2 separate regions of the Oryctolagus cuniculus genome follow, and region 1 is linked to region 2. The links are chromatin contacts, called in public Hi-C maps. All regions are on one chromosome and are shown on one strand. The core of a region is the stretch at or near the end of the contact, and the rest is flanking DNA. Distances in the headings are between cores, read along the strand shown. Region 1 has its middle 25 kb from the start of OTOGL. Region 2 has its middle 130 kb from the start of PAWR.

What was found. Hi-C and Micro-C count contacts between places; a contact is called where the count stands out from the background.
Region 1: a contact with region 2 is called in a Hi-C map of an unstated tissue, with 3 times the contacts expected there. The contact joins two enhancer-like sites. A contact is called at or near these places in 3 of 6 Hi-C or Micro-C datasets (embryonic fibroblasts, skin fibroblasts and an unstated tissue).

The regions. Positions count from the first base shown.
Region 1 is chr11:82,986,325-82,990,637 of mOryCun1.1, forward strand. No RefSeq gene overlaps it. Among named protein-coding and RNA genes, the nearest start is that of OTOGL, 25 kb to the right of the region's middle. Within about 2 kb of position 2,702, at least 1 of the 8 cell types and tissues checked has an H3K27ac peak or open chromatin away from gene starts, as enhancers often do.
Region 2 is chr11:82,352,931-82,357,017 of mOryCun1.1, forward strand. No RefSeq gene overlaps it. Among named protein-coding and RNA genes, the nearest start is that of PAWR, 130 kb to the right of the region's middle. Within about 2 kb of position 1,876, at least 3 of the 8 cell types and tissues checked have an H3K27ac peak or open chromatin away from gene starts, as enhancers often do.

The DNA of each region.
Region 1 (4,313 bases), core at 1,452-3,951, 630 kb after region 2:
AATGTTCACATTTTAAAGAAAGAATACACAGGAAGAATATCTCAGGTAAAGTTCTTTCATGTGATATGAGTGCTCTAGGATAATTAATTTTAGAACTTTCTAATCATGTTTTTGTTATGAATCACATGGAAACTCGTTGGCTATAAAGACAATGATGAGTAAATATGCATGCTCTAAAAATAACAGGAAAGCTTAATAAGACAGGTTTTGAGCTTTATCTCAAATGTCAATAAAACCAAACTTCCTTGGATCTGAAAGGGAAAGGCATCCAAAAACTGAAACTCAGGGGCGACAGGATGCTCCACACCTCTTGCAGGAGGGTTGTAGGCTGGGGTCTGATGCAACCTTGGCACCATCTTTGATTAGGAGCTAATGTTAGCAGAAGATCAGATGTCAGTCATGAGTAGAGTTGTTCTCTACTATCTTGAGAAGGTCACCGGATTGCTGCCCCTTCTTTTTTGAAACCTGATCTCGGGACCACAAACAGCCACAATGAATTGGATCACTGCCATGTACTCTAAATTGGGTTGACAAGGCTGACTCTGTGCCAGGAGTTGACACAGGATGCAGCTTGAAATATTCAGTTGAGGAGAGGGTTGGGTTTCTTTTTAATTTTGATAATGCTATATGAGGAGCATTGTATATGAACATCAAAGACTGGATTCAATGAGATTTGTCATGCCATTGGAACGAAGTGATCCAAAAAGTCTGAAACTATCCTGTGTTAAATTTTAGGATCTGTGGATTACTTTTGCTGTATTGGGAGGCTGCTCTTCCTTTTATAAAAGGGTGACCTTCTTAATATTATAAATAAAAATTTTATTCAAAATCTCTTAAGAAACCATGGAAAATCCCTTGTGTGAGCAAGGGTGGGTACACATATATAGAAGCAGTTTCTTTTATTTGTGTGTGAATTTGCAAGCAGCACCTCACTTGAGCTGAACTTTTGCTATATAAATAAAACCATCTGGTGTCTCCAAAGAATTCCAGCCTCCAGAGAACAGGATCATAAACAATCGATCCTCCAAAGACCTTTCAGTATTTTAGTTTGAGTACAGTTTTCCCACAGCACTGTCTTAATTATTTTATCTGTTTATACTCTTCTAAGGATTTTATAATTTTTTCTTTTAATCTAACATCTTTGTGTGAGTACATAGAGGAAAAGCCTACCCCTCCATTTTTGGTGATGTGAGAAAAAACCGCTATATCCTTTAAGGTATTTTGTTAATGCAAATGTAGATATCTCAGATGTATTAATAGAGTTTGGAAAGAAGGAAGTATATTATTCCATTTTTTTCTGATGGGAAAATAAGACACAGAGTTACAAGTTCAAGGTCCTATGTCCCACAACTATTAGCTGCTAAACATGATCCAGATTTTGTAAATCCCAGTTGAATAATTTTTTTACTCAACACTGTCTTTAACTTAATGTTTATTTTCTTTCAAGCATGGAAAACAAGCATGCCTCTGATTAAAACAAAGGGAATCCAGTCTTTGACCAGTTGACCACTCGAGACTTAGCAGCTGGGAAGTTGGTTAAGTCTTCTAAGAATGAAGTTATAGTTCTTTTTTTAACCTCTTCTGTCCCAGTTGGCAAAAATTGTTTAGTATTAATTCATCCCTTGGAAGAAGTGAATTTTTAGGAGGCTTCTGAAACTGGGATTTATTTGTATGCAAGACCAAGAGGGCTTGATTGCAAAGCTCAAATCAGACAGTGTTGACCAAAGAGTATCTTCAAATACAAAGCTACATTAGAATCACTTTGGGGGAGCTTAAAAAACAAAATACTGAGGTCTAGGTCCAGTACCCTAAAAGTACAAACTGATAATGGAGTTCTCCAAGATGATTCTTAATGGTCAGGCTAAATTTCAAAACCATTACTTGATGCCCTCGTAGCACATCATTCACAGGGATGGGACCTTTCTTCTGGAGTAGCTTGTTTGCTCAGGATTAATACGAAGTGACACGAAGGAATCAGACAGCAATGTGGGAGGAAGCACTGGACGGTAGAAAGCAGCTGGATGTAATGGAAAGAACAACATCTGATTGCCCCTTCTTCCTGAGGCTTGACTGGACCACCAGTGTAGCTCCAGTGATTTGTAAGTTGGTGACCTGGATTGACACAGTCTCCTGATTCTGGCTCCCATCAGAGCTGGCCATAGTATATCTCTGGCACCATTTTTTGCAACTGGCTGAAATATTATAAATTCTGCTTTTTTAACTTGGACATATAGCAACACTGTTCTTTTTATGATTTATTTTGACACATAATAGCATTTATAGTGATTATCTTCCCTGAAATTATATTTGATGTGACTTGTTAGGCTGCTATATGCATGCACTGACATTTGCTGAGTCATTTGTTTGGGAACAGGATGTGCCCTGCATCTTAGCTGACGTATAAGAAAGAGCCTTCCCAGGCCGGCAACATGCAGGTTTCAACTGGTATAGCCAGGCTTCAAAAAGTTAATGGAAAAAATTCACATTATCTCTTATAAAAAGTTTACTTTTATTTATTTGAAGGGCAAAGAGACAGAGGCAGAGAAAGATCTTTCATCTGCTGGTTCCTTCCCCCAGATGCCAGCATCAGCTAAGACTGGGCCAGGCTGAAACCCGGAGCCAGAAACTCAGTCCTGGTTTCCCACGTGGGTGGCAAAAACCCACACACTCAGGCCACCATCTACTGCCTCCCAGGCATGTTTGCAGGAAGTCGGATTGGAAGCAGAGGCAGCACTTGATCCCAGGCCCTGTCATAGGATGTGGGCATCCGAAGTGGCAGCTCAGGCTGCTGTGCCATGATGCCTGACTCTCACTTTGTCTTTTAACTCCATTTTTCCCACCAACATTTGAGACCCTCTTAGACAATTTTTAACGCTTACAGGTGAGAAGAAATTCACATAAGTACGCAAAAGTTTGAAGCTGATGTGGACATTTTCTTCTGGACATAAAGGTATCACTAGTGTCAATTAACATTTGCAGTTTGGGAAGAATGAATTCATGACTTGATCTTTCGCCAAAACCGCAGGCAAAGCAAACCCTCCCATCTGTTTGAGAGTGAATCCAAGTTTTGTTTAGTGTTAGTAGTATTCTTAGTGTTTCCTTTTTAAAAATAGTTCTTCCTTTACTTTGTAGTTCATGCTTTTCCCAGGCTGGTGCATAAGAGCCTTGGTAAGGTTCTTGCTAGCAGGGGCCGCCAGCTTCTTTCTGGGCAGGCTTTCTGTTATTGTAGGGGAATGGGCTGGGAAGAGACAAAGGAGTGTATTTCATAGAACTTGGACCACTATGTTTTACCTTCTAGGATAGATCAAACCTGGTCATAATACATCCTCAAGTTTGTTTTTGTATTGTGACTTTAAAATTGTTGGATACTGTCCAGATACTATTTTGGAACAAGAGCTAAGTGAGTTCTAAAAAACCACTTAATATGTTTCTTAATATATTCCCATTTACTCAAAAGAACCAAATATGGTGACATTTTATAAAGCTTTGTTCTGTTTGTTATTTGTCCTTCAAAATGAGAATTTAAATTCCAAGCACTTACTGAGACAGGATATTGAGATTTTATGAATAAAGAATTCTGTAAAATCTTTGATGCTAAACTAGCTGTGTAATGATTATGTCATAGTAGAAAGAGTGACAGCACGGGATCTGAAAATGGGAGTTCCAAAAGCAGCTTTGCTACTCCCTGGCTCTGTGACTTTGGACAACTTATCTTGATCTTTGTGCACATGTCAAGGAATGGGGTAGGAACTGCTGTACCAGTGTTAACTACAGGAGTACAATCAAGAAAATTTTCAACTGATTAATCAATTCTAAGTGAAATTCCATTTAGATCTGCTTACTTTAAGAACGAATTATATAGAGTTTATTTGAACAAAGTAAACTGTGAGCCATTTGGGTAACACCCTAATTGGAGCACTGTCAGTAATGTTTTCCCTAGAAACAAAAAGTGAGGCACAGAAAGCAACTTAACAGTAACCTCTCTTTACCACGAAATAGAAATGAGACACAAAAAGCAACTTAATTGGGTAAAACCTGGCCCACCAACAAATCAGTAACAGCTTAACTAGTTAATTGGTTATAGCCTAACCAGTATACTGCAACCAGAGCCTTCTGCATCCAACCACTGCTCCGGTTCTGTGACTAAACTATATTGGCTTTACTTGAGCCCAATGAGTGTACCCTGTTCAAATCCATGGCCTACAAAATATTACTTAGCAATCTGAAGGCTCACTTTCTTATTAGATTTGCTTTGAGGAAATCCACACACAAGGTACTGCATCAGCCATCCCTTGAAAGAAGCACACTTTCTT
Region 2 (4,087 bases), core at 626-3,125:
AACCCAATGCAAAAACAGTAGCGTTAGAGTTCCTAAGACGAGCTACCCCAGCAGGAGTCCCCTTTCTCCCTCCTTCCTTCTCCCGTCCCTTCCCTCCTTCTCCCTTCGTCTTTCTTGTACACAATCTGGGAGTCTATTTGGGTAAAATGGAGAAGTGGGGCGCACCTCCAGTTTGTTCCTTTTTAGCCACAGCTACACCACTAGAGGGCAGTGTCTGCACTAATCACAAACTGCTCATTTCCTAGGGCCCATCACACATCCTGTGACAGGATGTTTCAGGATTTTCCTTCAATTCTACTTGTAAACAAATAGCCTTGGGGCGGAGACACGCAGCTGCACCGGGCAGCAGGGCGCAGCAGGGATTGTGCAGGCCAAGGTTTTGGTGTACCTTGAACAATCTTAATCTCCTGGCAGCCCCCTTCACAGCCCAGAGCCGAGGTTTGTGTCTCAGTCCTTGTAAATCTCAGTCCAAGTTTTGGAATTTCTCTGAATGCCATCCCTAAGAGCAAAAAGAACCTTCTATGGGAACGAAACGTTACATAATCCGGCACAGCCGACTGTGTACAAGATTCTGTTTGGTTTCCACGCACAATTTACAAGGATGTGGTTCGTTCAAAAGCAGGATTGTGCAACTGGGCAAAAGCTGTCAGTGGATTGATCAGGCAGGCAAACCTGGGCAGGAAGAGCCACATGCTTCTCTCTGCCCGAGACGCTGGGAATGTGAACCGGGTGGGTAAATGTGGTCCTGGTTGGAGGACCCAGTAAACAAAGTTGCTAGAAGCCCTGGGCTCCGTTGAGGCAGAGTTCCCTGCCTGTGAGCTCAACCAGTGCTCCAGGGCATACACTTGGCACTCCCTGCACGAGGGGGTGGGGGCGGGGCTTCGCTTCTGATCTCTCTTGAGATTAGTGTTTCAAGAAGCCACGCAGGCTGAGCAGTGGGAGGAAAGACCCAGGTGGAACTGTAAATCAAGAAATAGGAAAGAAATTAGGAAAAGGAGAAAACAGGCTCTTCACAGACAGGTGCATAGCTGCCTGCAGCCCTGATGCCTCCCATACTCCAAACAACAACGGCTATTTGCTGATGTCAAACGTATCAGCTTAGCAGGAAAGATAAATGAAGGGGAAAATCTTCAGGCAGAAAGATTTTTGAAATTTTTCTGCAGTGCCAAAACACAGTCCAGGGTTCAAACGGGCCATATTTGGACAATGATTGCTATGTTATTTCTTCTATCTTCTGTGTTTTCACTTCTATATAATAACATTAACACTCTTTACACAAGGTCAGTACTATTTACCTAGAACTTTCCCACAAGTCTCTTCTCTTTTGCCCTCCTCTCTCTTCCTCTCCCAGGGTCATGAGCACATACTATGTTTCTGAGAGAGAAAATGTAAGAGGGAAAGTTCGCTGGGATTAGTCAGGATTGTAATTAGGGGATTGTAACTCAGCAAATCTACACTGATTAGGGCAAGACAGAGCAGAAAACTTGTCCCTAGGTCTAAAGATTCAACAGAAGACTATCAGGGTTGACCTCACACTGCGTTTCAAAGCGGCAAGGAAAGAAAAATACAGAAAAACAAAGCCAGGATGGAAGTGTGCTGTGGGAGGGTGCACAGTGAATAGGAAAAAATGCTATGGAAGATTACTCCTGACCCAGCAAAACCTGACCAGAAGGAATGTTGACAAAGGGTGGAGATGCATTCAAGAGTTTTGCAGACGGCACCTCTGGCCCACACTTGCCAATCATAACCCCAGGAAAGTCACTGGGAAGGCACCATGGCCTCTTCTTTTACAGGCATTTTGTTTCTAGGACCATGCCCTGGGAAATCAGGGAATAAGCCCCTTGTCTTTACAAATCTGAGATTTGCTACAGTGGGACAGATAAAAACCAATGGCTAGGAAGGGGTAAACCGTCGATGAGATCCCGGTTGTAACTCGGTTGAACAGAGTTGTTTCAGTACATGACAACTTGGCTCCAAGCGGTATTATTCTGAATGCATAATTGATGGGGCCCGTCTGTTTTTGGTAAAGGGACTTTTGTTTTGCTTTTTTTTCTTCCCCACTCTCACTCCGAGTGAATGGCTTTCTCATTAGACAATGTTCACATGCCCTTGGAAAATGTATTTGGAATAGAAAGACTCCCCAGAATCACAGATTGGAATGCCAACAGAGCCAAGTATCTTCTTCCCCATCTTGAGATGGTTACATGGGAACTCACGCTGATCTCCACGCACGGGATGTCGCAGGTAAGACTACTGAAGCCATGGGACCATCTAATTAGCGTGGTTATTAAAGTCCTACGGCACTCTGGTGAGCAGAGCTGTGGACTAGCACTCAGAACATCTTTTCTCATTCCAGCCCTGGGTCCTGGATTTATAGAAGCAAAGCAGCTACGAACACTTTGGGTCCTCTCACCCATTCTGCAGATGCTTTAGTAAGCATCTACCTACTCAAGGCCTTAGGCACTGGGGCACGATAACGAACAAGATTTTGGCATAAGCCTATCTTCACATAATTTGGAATCATGGAAGATAGAGGCCAGCAAAAAAAAAAAAAAAAAAAAAAAAGCAATTAGAATGTTACACTCTCTAGGGTGGTTACCATAAAAACAAAAAACAAAGAGAAAGAGAAAGAGAGCTTGGTGAGGATGGTAAGCAATTAGAACCCCGAACACTATTGGTGGGAATCATGCAGCTGCTGTAGAAAACGTTCTGGCAATTTCTCAAAAGGGTAAACATAGTTACCATATGACCCAGCAATTCACCTGCTGGGTGCTTACCCAAGAGAACTGAAAACATAGGTCCATACAAAACATGCACACAAGTAGTCGTGGAAGCATTATTCATGAAAGCCAAAACCTGGAATCAGCCTGGTGTTCGTCAACAGATGAATGGACAAGCAAAATGCGATAAAAATATACAATGGAATATTACTCAACCATAAAAAGAATGAAGTCCTGACACATGCTACATACAACACGGATGAACTTTGCAAGCATTTCGTGTAGTGAAAGAAGCCCCACAGGAAGACCAGTATTATACTATTCCATCTATGCCAAGACTGGGTAGATCCCTGTGGAAACAGAAAGTAGATCATTGCTGAGAGGGGTGTGAGGGACAGGTGAGTGGGAGTAGCTAGCTGTCAGTGGATTCCTTTTGGAGTGAAGGAAATGTCATGAAATTACAGTGGTGACAGTTGTACAAGCTTGTGGACGTATTAAAAACCATTCAGTTGTCTAGTCTGAAAGGGTGCGTTATGGTAAACAAGTTCTATTTCAATAAACAAGGTGATTATAATGCATGTGATGAATGCTACATTAAACCGAATGCTATTCTACATGTTTAGGGTGGCACCAGAGAAGGGGTTCAGAAGGGATTCCTGAAAGAAGTGACTTTAAAAAAAAGATTTATTTTATTTATTTGAAAGACAGAGTTACAAAGAGAGAGAGGGAGACAGAGAGAGAGAAATCTTCCATCCACTGGTTCAGTCCCCAGATGGCCACAACAGCCAGAGCCGGGCCATGAGCCGGTAGCTCCATCAGGGTCTCCCATGAGGCTGCAGGAGCCCAAGCAGTAGAAGTGGAGCACTCAGGACTCAAACCAGCACCCACATTCCTGGGACGCCAGCAATGTAGGCAGCGGCTTATTCATTCACAATGCAAGCCCCAAAAAGTGACTTTTAAATAGGAGGAAGATGGATCAATACAAAACAAAGGGTTAGCAAAACATACCCAGTGCTGAGGGGAGAGAGCCCATGGTACATTTAGGGGAACAGTAAAATGTACCCCCACTTACACCCCCATCCCCATGGTAAAGAGTTTGGACTTTGTCCTACTTGTAATGCGAAACTCTTGGAAGAGTTAAAGCATGGGAGTGACGAGATCTGGTCTGTTCTTCAGAAAGCTTGTTCTAAAGGCAGTGTGGAGAATGGATTGGAAGTGAGGCAGGACTGGAGGCTGGGAGATGATTCGTGAAGAGGTTACGGCACAAGTACAAGTCAGAACTGACCAAATAGGGAAAACTGGAAGGTCCTGGGGAAGTGCTTCCAAGCTCCCTGTAATGCTTTGCCAACCACAACAGCACGAGGCTC